Linked DNA regions of Mus musculus: regions 2, 3 and 4 are each linked to region 1. A link is a contact called in public Hi-C, HiChIP or PLAC-seq and promoter capture Hi-C data. All regions are on one chromosome and are shown on one strand. The core of a region is the stretch at or near the end of the contact, and the rest is flanking DNA. Distances in the headings are between cores, read along the strand shown. Region 1 holds the start of Ldb2 (LIM domain binding 2). Region 2 holds the start of Cd38 (CD38 antigen). Region 3 holds the start of D5Ertd615e (DNA segment, Chr 5, ERATO Doi 615, expressed). Region 4 holds the start of Tapt1 (transmembrane anterior posterior transformation 1).

Region 1 (2,960 bases), core at 155-2,654:
ACAAGAGTGATCAAGACAGCAATTTGGGGACAATTTTACTCCTGAATGTAAACCACAGATCTAACAGCACCTATTATTCCTCTGTTGGCTAGTGACTCTAAAATACCCCAAGCCATGACTGGGGCAGAAAGTTAATTAATCTGCTTATTAAAAAGAAGAAATGTCTCATTTGCATGCATTTGCATCCAGGTCTTACATTCCATCTTGTTTTTCTGTGGTCCCTTCCCCCTTCCCCCTTAAAGCCGCTGACTTAGCTAGGTGTGAACTCCTGCACTGAATTTTCTGGGGCTTGGCTTTGTTTAAGTGTCCTGTATATGAGTAAGTGTGGGGCCAATTGGATCTTTCCTAGATTCCCTAATTCTTTGTGGCAACTCTGCCCCCCTCCCCAGGGCTATTTGGGGTTTCTTCTAGTTGTCATGCACCACAATTAAGATTTATAGACTTGGCCACTCTGGGAAGGAAGCAAAGACCTTGTCCCCATCAGAGTTGGGCTTGTTACTTGGGGGGGCAATAAATTCAATTATCTGCAATTTCTTACTCAACTGAATTTTCCATGGACATTTCTATGGGATGCTTTTTCCTTTGCGTTTCATATCTTCCTGAGCAGTCTGCTTTTTGGATCCTTTTCTTGTCTTAGAAATACCTCTTAGAAATAAAAGCCCATTGCCTCTTGGATGGATTTTTAGATGGTTCCACATTCAGGTCTGGGTGATACTGTTTTTACCTGAGACTGTACAGGTAATCTAAATGTAGGCCCCCTAAAACCATCGTCAAAAGCAGGACAACCCCCTTTTGGGAGGTTAGGAAGGGGGCTGGGAATAGGAGTAGTTTGGAAGTCAGGGGGGAGGGGAATGCTAAGATACAGCTCAGCTTCCTATCCGAAGTACAGCAGGTACAGCCAAAACTCTGTTGGGAGATGAGAGCCCGGAGGAATCTTCCAGAGGGAGTGAATCACCAACCCCAAATCAGAGGGACCAGAGTGCCAGTGTTGTTGTGTTTGGGAGTCATCCCATTTCTGATACATTACAACAGTGTGGCTGTCAGGGGCGAGAGGCTTAGGCAGTGGGTGAACCCACCTCTCTGCTAACAAGCTTAGCAATGGGGGGGGGGGGGGGACTAAAACTCAGCCTTAGACTTCTTGTCAGACTAGGAGGAGAATTATATTTTTGAACTAGTCTACAGTGTGGACAGGAAATGACCCCTTCACCAACTGCTTCTTTAAAAACAAGCAGTTGGAGCCTCTAGCTATCCAGCTCTCTCTCTCTCTCTCTCTCTCTCTCTCTCTCTCTCTCTCTCTCTCTCTCTCTCTCTCTCAACTCACTCTCCCCCTTCTCCCTCCCTCCTTCTTCCCTCCCTTCCTCCCTCCCAACCTCCAACCTCCGCTCTCTCCCTCTCAGAGCTCCAGTGCTCCCTCCCCTCCCGCGCTCCCTCCCTCCCTCTCCCTCCTCGTTCCCTCTCCTCTCTCGCTATAGAGGGCTCCCACAGCACTTCCCAGCCAGTGTGCTCAGCCTGCCTGCCTGCCTGCCTCTGTGTGTGTCTGTGTGTGTGTGAGCGTGTGTGCGTGCGTCTACTTTGTACTGTGAAGAACACAGCCCATGTGCTCTGCATGGACGTTCCTGATACTCTATTAAGCTTGATTTTCGACAAGCAGGCAAGATGTCCAGCACACCACATGACCCCTTCTATTCTTCTCCTTTCGGCCCATTTTATAGGAGACATACACCATACATGGTACAGCCAGAGTACCGAATCTATGAGATGAACAAGAGACTGCAGTCTCGTACAGAGGTAAGTTCTTCAACCTTGGCGTGTGTTTGTGGATTTTTTAAAAAAAAACTGTGCATGGGCTTTTCCTGGGGTTCTTAGCTGAATTCTGTGGGAAGTGTCCCACCAGCTACTATCACGTAGGTGGATATAAGCACAGCTGGGTGAACCCTCGAGTTTGAATGCTGGGTTTCCAGCGACAGTAACTCTTGGAGCTGGGGACAGTTTCTGCCGGAATCTTAGTATCTGGAAAGAGACAAGCCACTTGGTTCACATGCCGAGTCTCTAGAAATTCAGGTTTCCCAGAACTCTGATGTTTACAGGCTTAGAGATGGTCGTGTTTGTTGAGATATAGACTGCAAGAGATTTTGTGGATGTTTGCGTCTGTGTTGTGTGTGTAATATCATGTATACATATATTCATATATTTACAAGTTCCAGAGGAAGTCTGGTTTGACCTGAACTTACTTTTTCAAAGTGACTAAAATTGAGGTAAAAGGGACAAGAGAGCAGCCTTGTGTACTTTTCAGAACTCCCTGGAGGTGGGCTCAGGGAAGACACACACGTTTGCCTGTGTTAAATTCAGAGACAGGTTGACTGAGGAAGTGGGGTCCTCTTGTCTCTCTGGTGGTTGTGCCTCCCAAGGCTCTACCTTGGGACAGGAGTTAGCTCCCCATTCAAGCCAGAAGCAGTTGAGTGCATTTGGGATCTCCAGAGAGAGGGAGGCTGAGCCTCTCAGGCAGTGAGCCAGTCCAGGGACTTCTTCAGAACTTTCTAAATGCAAAACTCCAGACTCCTCTTTCACAATTTAAATATTTAATTTTTCTCTGGGCTGCCCGAGTGGCAAAGCACTCTGCTGCCGGGTGCTCATCTGCCTGTAAGGTGGGACTTGGTGTTGAAGTGTTTATTGTAGGTGTGTCTAAGTCTCTTGAAGAAATAGAAGTCTCTGGGAATTGAGTTTTCGCTGCATAGTACAAATGCTCATAGGAGTCATGCCACAGGGGTGTTGGGGGAATAGCGTTGGTAGGTAGTTAGATTGAAGATTGGCTTTTAACTCTGAGAAAGGATTTGATTAAGTTTGCATGATAAAATAAAACACACTTGCTTTGAATTGTCTGCTGAGCCATAGAGAATTCCTGATGTTTAATGTATTGAATAGGGCTAACAAGATGATGTGACCTGTTTTCTGATTGGCTA
Region 2 (2,960 bases), core at 310-2,809, 930 kb after region 1:
CTGAATGCACACATATACACATGAGTGGATAGGTTGAAGAAGTGCTTACCGTCTACACCACATGGTTAATGCTAAGCACACATCATGCCAGTGCCATGCATCTGGTTTGCTAAGCACAGAAAATTTACAAGCTATCAAAATGGCTGAACAACCAATATCATTTAAACATCTGTAAACAAAATATTTATCAGGACCCTGAGAGTGTTTATACTCCAACATTTTCAAGTAAGACCAGGACCCAAACCACTGAGCATTCGAGCACCCGGGAAGTGTGTGCATCTGAAGACAGAATGTGAAGTTGGGTTTCTGCGTGTGCCTTCCCAGCCTGCTGGGCTTTCTGTTTGACTTCAGAAATCAGTTCTACGTTAAAATGATGCCAGGGAGAAGCAACATAAATCATTCCCTCTGGGGCAGGTAGTGGGTGGAAGGGGTTCTATGGGCTGACTCTATTGACCAATGAAGATGATGTTCCCAAGGGTCTACACAGGATCACCAAGTGGATTTCGCTTACCTGATGAGTAATATTTCAGTTTTGACAGTCTGTCTTGTTTTGTTTTTATTAATGATCAGGTGCAAAAAAAAAAAAAGACCAGGATGCTGTTTGGGCTTGTTTTTTGTTTTCTTTGTGTTGTAATTAATTAAAATTAATTAACTTATTTTGAGTCAGGTCTCTCTTTGTAACCCAAGCTTGTCCTGGAATTTACAATGTTGCTGTGCAGCCCTTGTTAACCTTGAATTCACAAAAATCCTCCTGGCCCCTTCCACCCCCACAGCAAGCTGAGCAAGCCACCTAGTTAAATGTCGCCTGTGACCTTAACTTTCTGGGCAGGGGCGGTGTCTGATGGAAACCACAAGCCAAAAGACAATGTGAAGTTCCTGTGCCTGAGAGTAATCTTTGTCCCAGAAGCATGGCTGTGGCCAAAGATAGCCCTAAGGGTTCCTTCAGAGTTCAGGACCCTCTGTGGGAAGCGAGCATCTTTGCAGAGCTCAGCAAGGATCGGCGCCCCCATCACAGACACTGCCAAAACGGAGGAGGCATTGTGCAGGCGGTGTTCTGGTAACTTGAACAGGAGACCTTCCGCTCAGCACTGCCCTTCGGCTTCCAGCTGATCCACAACACAAGATTCTTTGTTTGGGACAATCTGGAAGATTCCCCCCCGCCGCGAGAGCTCCAGCTGAGTCACAGCCTGCTTCCCCGGTGTCCCGCTGCGCACTGTGCCTAGAGTGAGCCTCAGAAGCCAACTCACCTCATCTCCGGCCGGAGGATCTGAGTGTAGATGAGGCAGCGTCCCAGGAAGATGTCAGAAAAGTGCTTCGTGGTAGGCTCTCCAGTCCACACCAGGAGTGAGCGCGGCCTCAGAAGTATGACCACGATCCCTACTACCAAGGCGATCAGGACCAGGAGACCCACTCCGAGACCGATCTGGGCTTTCCTAGAGAGGCGGCAGCCAGGTCTGTCCCCAGACACCTGGCTAAATTCATAGTTAGCCATTGGGCTCCCGAAGACTGGCCCAGGCTAGGCAGGAAGAGAGCACAGGGCTGACTGGGTCAGAGCCTGCCCCTCCTCCTTTTTTTCACTTGCTTTTATCTGCTTCCTTTCCCACCCCCTACTCCTGCTCCAAAGTTCCACGGAGGTGACTGGACTAATAAGGCTCTTGGGTTGTCAACAGGCACTCCAACTGCTTACTTCCAGACTCCAGAGCAAACTGACCAGAACCTCTCTCTCCAAGAGAAGACAGCACTTTAGCCTCTGCTGGTACACAAACAACAGCTTCAGAATACTCCTGACCAACAACCTTGACACTTGACATGTTTGCTACTTATGCTCAGGTGTGTGTGTATGTGTGTGTGTAAAATTATTCTCCCTCTCCCTCTCCTCCCTCCCTCTCTCTCTCTGTTCACCCAAATGCCTGGCAATGAATGGCCTGCTTACCTCTACTTCTGAGCTTTGATAAAAATCCTGCCCAAGTATCTTTAAAGTCTCAGCTTTACTCTGCCCCTCTTCTCAGGAGGTATCAGTTCAAACCCAGCCCCAGATGGTAAAGTGCTGTTAAGATAAACTTACCTCTCTGAACTAGATAGATGTGAGCAGAGCCTCACATTCATTACATCAAAGCTTGCTTTGATTAGATGGCTTAATACCTCCTAGGTGTTTAGCATAATCCCTAAGACATAACAACCGATTACTCAATAAATGTAAGTTATTGCTGCTTACTCTAGGGGGTTGACAAAGGTAGGATTTTAGAGTTGATAGGATGCTCGCAACCCATCTCATGTGCAGTAATACTTCATCCCACATGGGAACCCCAAATACAAAGGCTCTTCCTGGCTCTCCTTCCCAAGAAGACCCCGCACTCTTCTGCTTAAACAGAGACTTGTCACAGAATGGATCATGACACAGGATTTTCACGGGACACTTTTCAGGCAGAGGGTACTGGATGCAAGAGCTGGGGCAGGAAAGCCCCTTGTTCTGTTTTAAGATGCGGGAAAGCAGCATTGCAGCTATACTACAGGATGACAGAGAATCCTTCCGAAGGCAGCAGGAGAGTAAGTCTCTGCAGCTCCGTATGTCAGGAGGACTTTTTTAGACTGTGCATTTCATTTTTTTTTAAACGTTTGCTGTCATTTTGCTTATTCATTTTGTGTGCCTCTCTCCCTCTCTTTCTTTTTTTTCCTGTGTTTTCTTTTTCTTTTTTAAAAATACATTCTTTAATCTTTTTTTACAGTCCAGACTTCATCTCCCTCCTGGTACATTCCCTCACCTCCTCCTCCCCACCCCCTCTCCAAGAGGATGTCCCCACCCCTATCCCTACCCCCCACCCCACCAGACTTCCTCACTCCCTGGGGCCCCAAGTATCTAGAGGGTTAGGTGCATCTTCTCTGACTGAGTCCAGACCCAGCACTCTTCTGCTGTATATGTGTTAGGGACCTCATATCAGCTGGTGTGTGCTGCCTGGTTG
Region 3 (2,960 bases), core at 133-2,632, 620 kb before region 1:
CAGGATAGGGGGGTTGTGGTATTGCAGTATTCATGAGGAGGTCTGCTAAAGTAGAACCCCTGGAGGTGGGCTTAACAATAGACTAGCTTTACACCTGGCTCCCTTCTCAGTGGCAGTGACCTGGTCCCTGCCTTCTTTTGATGTATACATTCATTTTGTATTATGTCACTGTAACTTGGTGGATTGTATCTCGTCTGGTTTCTTGCTATTCTTCTGTATAAAAAGTTTGATGCTTGACTTGACAAATTACATTCAGATTCTACACAATCTCCTGTGTTGATCTGTCTGTCATTCGCCAACTCCTTGCCCATCTGCACCCAGAGGGTCTGCGGCAGAAAATGTGGCACATTTACACAGTAGAGTACTACTCAGCTATTAAAAACAATGACTTCATGAAACTCTTAGGCAAATGGATAGAACTAGAAAATATCCTGAGTGAGGTAACCCAGTCACAAAAGGACACACATGGTATGCACCCACTGATAAGTGGATATTAGCCCAAAAGCTTGAAATACCCAAAATACAATTCACAGACCACATGCAGCTCAAGAAGAAGGAAGACCAAAGTGTTGATGCTTCGCTCCTCCTTAGAAGGGGGAACAAAATACTCACAGGAGGAAATATGGAGACAATGTGTGAAGGAAAAGCCATCCAGAGACTGCCCCACCTGGGAATCCATCCCACATACAGTTACCAAACCCAGACACTATTGTGGATGCCAAGAAGTGCTTGCTGACAGGAGCTTGATATAGCTGTCTCCTGAGAGGCTCTGCCAGAGCCTGACAAATACAGAGGTGAATGCTCAGAGCCAACCATTGGACTGAGCACCGGGTCTCCAATGGAGGAGTTAGAGAAGGGACCGAAAGAGCTGAAGAGGTTTGCAACCCCATAGGAAGAACAACAGTATCAATCAACTAGATCTCCCCAGAGCTCCCAGAGACTAAACCACCAACCAAAGAGTACACATGGAGGGACCCATGGCTCTAGCTGCATATGTAGCAGAGGATGGCCTTGTCAGGTATCAATAAGAGAAGAGGCCCTTGGTCCTGTGAAGTCTCAATGGCCCTGTGTAGGGGAATGCCAGGGCAGGGAGGCAGGCAGGAGTGGGTGGGTGGGTGGGGAACACCCTCATAGAAGCAGGGGGAGGTGGGGGCAGGGGTTTTTCTAGGGCAGAGAACTGGGAAAGGGGATAACATTTGAAATGTAAATAAAGAAAATATCCAATAAAAAGGAGAAGAAAAAAAGAAAAGAAAAGAAAAGAGCATTTTGAAGGCAGTATGCAGTTTGAAACAATTCCACAAGGGGGCAGGCGTCGGCAACAGATGCACATAGGTGCTGGGCAACTCCGTAAGGAACAAGGCTCCTTAGACTCAGACTCTGTGCAGACATAGGATGACAAGCCACCTGCCAGTGCTGGAGACCACTGCTGTGCATGCTGCCGCCTTCTTGTTCATGTACCTCCCCCTCCCTCATCCTTCATGTTTACTTCTTTCACCGAAATGAAAATTGGTTGACTACAGAGCAGACACTTCCTAAACCTCTCAAGGTAGGTGCTTCTAAATGAGCTGTTCACAGCCTGTGGGTGGCAGCCCATTCGGGGTTGCACATTAGGTATCCTGCACAACAGATATTTACACTATGATTCATAACAACAGAAAAATTACAATTGTGAAGTAGCAACGAAAATAATTTTATGGCTGGGGTCACCACAACAGGAGGATTTGTATTCAAGGGTCACAGCCACTGCTCTAAGCCATCGCTCGAGCAGGCCCTTAAAGTCCCTGAAAGAGAAACACAACACAGCACAGACAACGGGAGTAGCCTCCATGTTAGCACATATCTTAGCCCCAGGGAAAGACCTGGTCCCCTACTATTTGTATCAGCACCCCTGGTATAGGTTCTGTCACTCTCCATACTTAGAAAATGGTAAGTGACCCTAGCTTAGGCCCACTTAACATTTATTGAGTACTTACTATGTGTCAAGCTTGTGTCCACCCTGAGATTCTCGAGAAAAAAAAATTCAGTTCCACAATTTTGAACCAAATTTAAAGCAAGCTTTAATTAAATGCTGGCCAGGTAGAGGACTCTGGCCAGGTCTACTCCTGGGTTCCCAGGGAATGGCCACAAGTTACATTTTTCAAGGACTTAAAAAGGCAAAACCCACAATTCATTGCATTTCCCATTAGTTCCAAACCAGGGGCTAACATATATCCTGACATATTTTCCTGCCTATGTGACTTCTGCCTACATCCAATCAAATACATCTGGTATAAAAAAAATTAAGTAAACTTGTTCAGGGGAGTCAAAATGCATGGCTTGTTAATTCCCAAGAACTACAGCTTCCAGTATTCCAGAAAGTTATCTTGACCTTGCATAAGTGGGGCCTACAGGTAAACTCCGACTCTTACACTTGGTACTGGGAAATCTAGCAGAAATCTCTCCTCTACCTTCTCCTCTCTTCCCCTCCCCCTCCCCATCTTCCCCTCTATCTCCTATTTTATCATATGTGTAAGGACGCTTTGTGAAGTAATATCATACACTTAGATTCCAGGAATCAGGCCCCTTACATATTGGGGGCCTTATTTTATCTTACAGTAGACATGGATGAATATACAGGGACACCTCCAAGTAAAGGTTAGCAAATACTGCCTTATGTCACAGCTGCCTCCTTAAAGGCCTTTTTGGGACTCTGCACTCTTTTGGGACCTTTGTGGATAAGGTTTAGGCAGAGGAAGACTTCAGTATCTGAAAGTGAAATCACTTACTAGTAAGTGTAGGCCATGTCATGAGATCCCCTTTCGGGGAACTGGTGACCTGGAGTTAAACCTGGAAGTTAAGGGTGCAAAGAGCTGATCTGTCCACACGAAGGTTTGAGAAGACTTAGAGTAATGGCTGCACTCAGCTTTGCTGAGGTGGATCAAGGCTGTGCACACTTGGCATGCTCATGATTTATCCGGAGG
Region 4 (2,960 bases), core at 123-2,622, 570 kb after region 1:
CCCTCTCCCTTCTTTGACTATTTAAGATTTGGAACACAGATAATAAACTTAGGTTGGAGGAAACCTTACAGTATATAAAACTCTGTGTCTTTTGATTTTCATGATGCTGGAGCTTTGTCAAGGGCACTGTTTTTAAGATCCAGTTTTACCAAATAAAACCAAACTGACTTTAAATAATATTCTCTGCAGTGTTTGGTTTTCCACAATGTAAAGTTTACATTGAATTGGGATTGGGATTTCTTGGACTTTGCAAGTTCCTCTTTAACCCTCCTATCCCTTCATCCCGCCCTACTGTCAAATGGCCTTGCTGCAGTACAGTACAGAAAAGTTGCGGAGTTTGCAATCGGGTATCTAGCTTTCCATCTCTAAGGCTCTCCTGGATGTTCTAGGCCTGCTCCATCGCTTCTCGGCTTAAGTGTAGGGCAGTTTAGAGAGTGAAGAGGTATTTGCTATGCTTCTACTCATTTAAAAAGTTGCCACAATGCAGGTTAATTCCGAAGTGGGCATGAAGGCAATCCAGGGGCCACCGCGTGCGTTACAGGAGCGCACAGCAAGAATGTAGGAATCCCAGGTGAAGGTCTTCCAAGGCTGAGGCGGATTCATTTGCACCCAGCGAGCATCCGTTGGTCTCAGCGCGGCTATCCGTGACTACCAGTGAGGGGGTAAGGGTCACAAGTCTCACGGCAAGCGGTGACAATCTGACAGAACCAGGCCGCCTTGGCTGCCACCCGCAGTCACATAACCCTATTCCCGAAAGGCAACCCAGAATGTCCCCGGCGCTTTAGGCGCATCGAGCACTTTGCCCGTCGGGCCGAGTCCCCCACCTGTTGGCACGCTCCCCCGAGCTAGGCTTTGGACACTGTCCACGGACAGGGAATGTGACAGACGATCATAAATATGCAGGAGAGATGCAGCCAAGACAGCAGAGCCACCGGGTCGGCGCCGGCGGGAGCCACAGAGCTGGAGCCCGGCCCCAGTCGCCGTGCAGCCAAGGCCAGGCGGGTCGCGCCGGCGCACTCCGGCCACCGCACGGGCACAAGGGGCTCCGGCCGCGCGGACAACCACGCCGAGCCCCGCTGCCGCCCACCGTCCCCCACCGCGCGACCCGGCGGCATGGAGCCCGGCGCGGCGCCCCGGTCCGCAGAGCCCGCCGCGCGCCACGGCGACGGCAGGAAGAAGATGGCGGCGGCCGTGGCGGCGGCCACCGCGGCCTCCCACGCGCCGCTGACGCCAATGGCGCGCGCCGGCCGGCGGGCTACGGATGGCGGCTGCCCGGGCGAGGGGCGGGGCGAGGCGGCGAGGGGGCCGGCGGGAGGCGGAGGCCGGGCGGGCGGCTGGAGGGAGGTGGCGGGGACAGTGTGTGGCTCTCGGAACATGGCGGGCGTCTGCGACGCGGCCGCCCCGGGAGAAGGCGGCGGTGGCGGCGCGGACGGCCCCGAGCGGACCGGCCGCGGCGAGGCGGAGCAGCCGGGTGGTGGCGGCCATGGGCCCGCGCCCCAACACACCGAGACGCTGGGCTTCTACGAGAGCGACCGGCGGCGGGAGAAGCGCCGCGGCCGCGCAGGTGAGGCGAGCGAGCGAGCGGGCGGGCGGGCGGCACTAGGCCGCGGCGGGCTACCGAGGGGCCGACCGGGCTGTGGTGGCGGGGACGCCAGCGCCTTCCCTCTGCGCGCGGAGCGGCCGCGGCTCCGGTGGCTCCCATGTCCCCACGGCCGGTGACAGCTACCCCGGCGGCTAGTGCGCGCGGCCCGACGTTCCCGCAGCCATCCCCGAGCCAGGTGCGCCCGGGAGATCGTCGGTCCCCGGTCCCCGAGAGTTCGCGACCGGCCTCAACAGTGACAGGCATCTCCCACATCCGAAGGAGGTCAAAAATGGGAAACGCAGGGCTTTCTAGGCGATGTCAATGCCGAGGTGACTCTTCCCCCTATGGTTTTATGCGAAGTTGAGTCTCGGAAACCTGTTAACTTGCCCGCCGAATCCATTTTTCGTAGACTCAGCTGACAGTGTGGTCGTGACCGTGAAGTTCAGCAGTTTTCTCTCAAACAGAAATGTGCGGCACCCCTTAAAATGTTACATGTGGAGTTTTCCTAAACTAAAACTTAAGCCAGAAGAAACAGTTTGTCACACAAGAAAATACGTACCACTTTTAAGCCCTACTGTCCATAAGCTCTGAAGCATACTGTTAAAATATTACAATCCCCTGTGTTCAAGGATCTTATTAAGAACTTTTAACAGCTTTGGTATTTACACTGAAGCGTTCTATTAAGCCCGGAAGCAAAAGGGAAAGTTTTGGCTTGGCCGTTTCATTGGGTATAATAGTGATTGCATTTTAATTCTTGCATCGTAGATCCAAGATCTTGGACAGCAACTTGATGACATTTCTTCCAACTTATTCTGAGCTAATGCAGTGGAATAAGGTCCTGCAGCTTATATAAATACTCGTTCAAGTTATAAGGTTGACTCCATTCACTATGGGTATTGAAATTATAGGAGTCCTAAAAGTCTGTAAGACTGGTGGATAGATCCTGATAGACTTGCTAATTCTCAGAATTGGACATAGAGTTTTGCATCAGTCTCCATATCTTTGAAAACTCAGGCACCAGCTGTGTGCCTTGTTTGTTTGGTTTTTTTTTTCCCCCTTTATTTTCTATTTGGTTTAGTTGTCAGTTAAACACTTGCTTGCAGGAATGTTTGCTTTCTAAATTGGCAATACCTAAGTAAACCAAAGTCTTCAATCTCTCAGCCGCTTGTTCACTTAGACTTGACTAGGGCAAGCAAATAGATGCGACCAGGTTTCACTACGGTTTCTTTGAAATCTTTTCAAGCTTCAGGAAAGCCTTTATGTTGTTTGCATGAAGAAAGACAATGAAGCTGTGCAGAGCCTTTGGTGAACACAGACCTTGAACTTCTGAAGTGAAGTGCATTTATTCTTCCCTGGTACTAACACAGACCTTGAACTT

What was found. Promoter capture Hi-C pulls out the DNA fragments that hold promoters and counts their contacts. Hi-C and Micro-C count contacts between places; a contact is called where the count stands out from the background. HiChIP or PLAC-seq counts read pairs in DNA pulled down with a chosen protein or histone mark.
Region 2: a promoter capture Hi-C map of liver shows a contact between it and region 1, with 4 times the contacts expected there. The contact joins the promoter of Cd38 here to the promoter of Ldb2 in region 1. A contact is called at or near these places in 3 of 39 promoter capture datasets (cranial neural crest, hippocampal neurons and liver).
Region 3: a Hi-C map of cortical neurons shows a contact between it and region 1, with 3 times the contacts expected there. The contact joins the promoter of D5Ertd615e here to the promoter of Ldb2 in region 1. A contact is called at or near these places in 5 of 39 promoter capture datasets (the 3T3-L1 cell line, embryonic stem cells, frontonasal cranial neural crest and 2 more) and 1 of 484 Hi-C or Micro-C datasets (cortical neurons).
Region 4: a contact with region 1 is called in an H3K27ac HiChIP or PLAC-seq map of epiblast stem cells, with 8 times the contacts expected there. The contact joins the promoter of Tapt1 here to the promoter of Ldb2 in region 1. A contact is called at or near these places in 2 of 115 datasets of contacts at active chromatin or transcription factors (embryonic stem cells and epiblast stem cells).

What each region holds. Positions count from the first base shown.
Region 1 is chr5:44,798,190-44,801,149 of GRCm38.p6, reverse strand. It overlaps Ldb2 (LIM domain binding 2), which reads left to right and starts at 1,404. Exons shown (of 8, transcript NM_010698.4): 1 at 1,404-1,788. The coding sequence starts at 1,657.
Region 2 is chr5:43,867,408-43,870,367 of GRCm38.p6, reverse strand. Cd38 (CD38 antigen) reads right to left here and starts at 1,559. Exons shown (of 8, transcript NM_007646.5): 1 at 1,248-1,559. The coding sequence starts at 1,492.
Region 3 is chr5:45,422,822-45,425,781 of GRCm38.p6, reverse strand. It overlaps D5Ertd615e (DNA segment, Chr 5, ERATO Doi 615, expressed), which reads left to right and starts at 1,382. Exons shown (of 6, transcript NR_131933.1): 1 at 1,382-1,546.
Region 4 is chr5:44,225,018-44,227,977 of GRCm38.p6, reverse strand. It overlaps Tapt1 (transmembrane anterior posterior transformation 1), which reads left to right and starts at 1,372. Exons shown (of 14, transcript NM_173764.3): 1 at 1,372-1,564. The coding sequence starts at 1,375.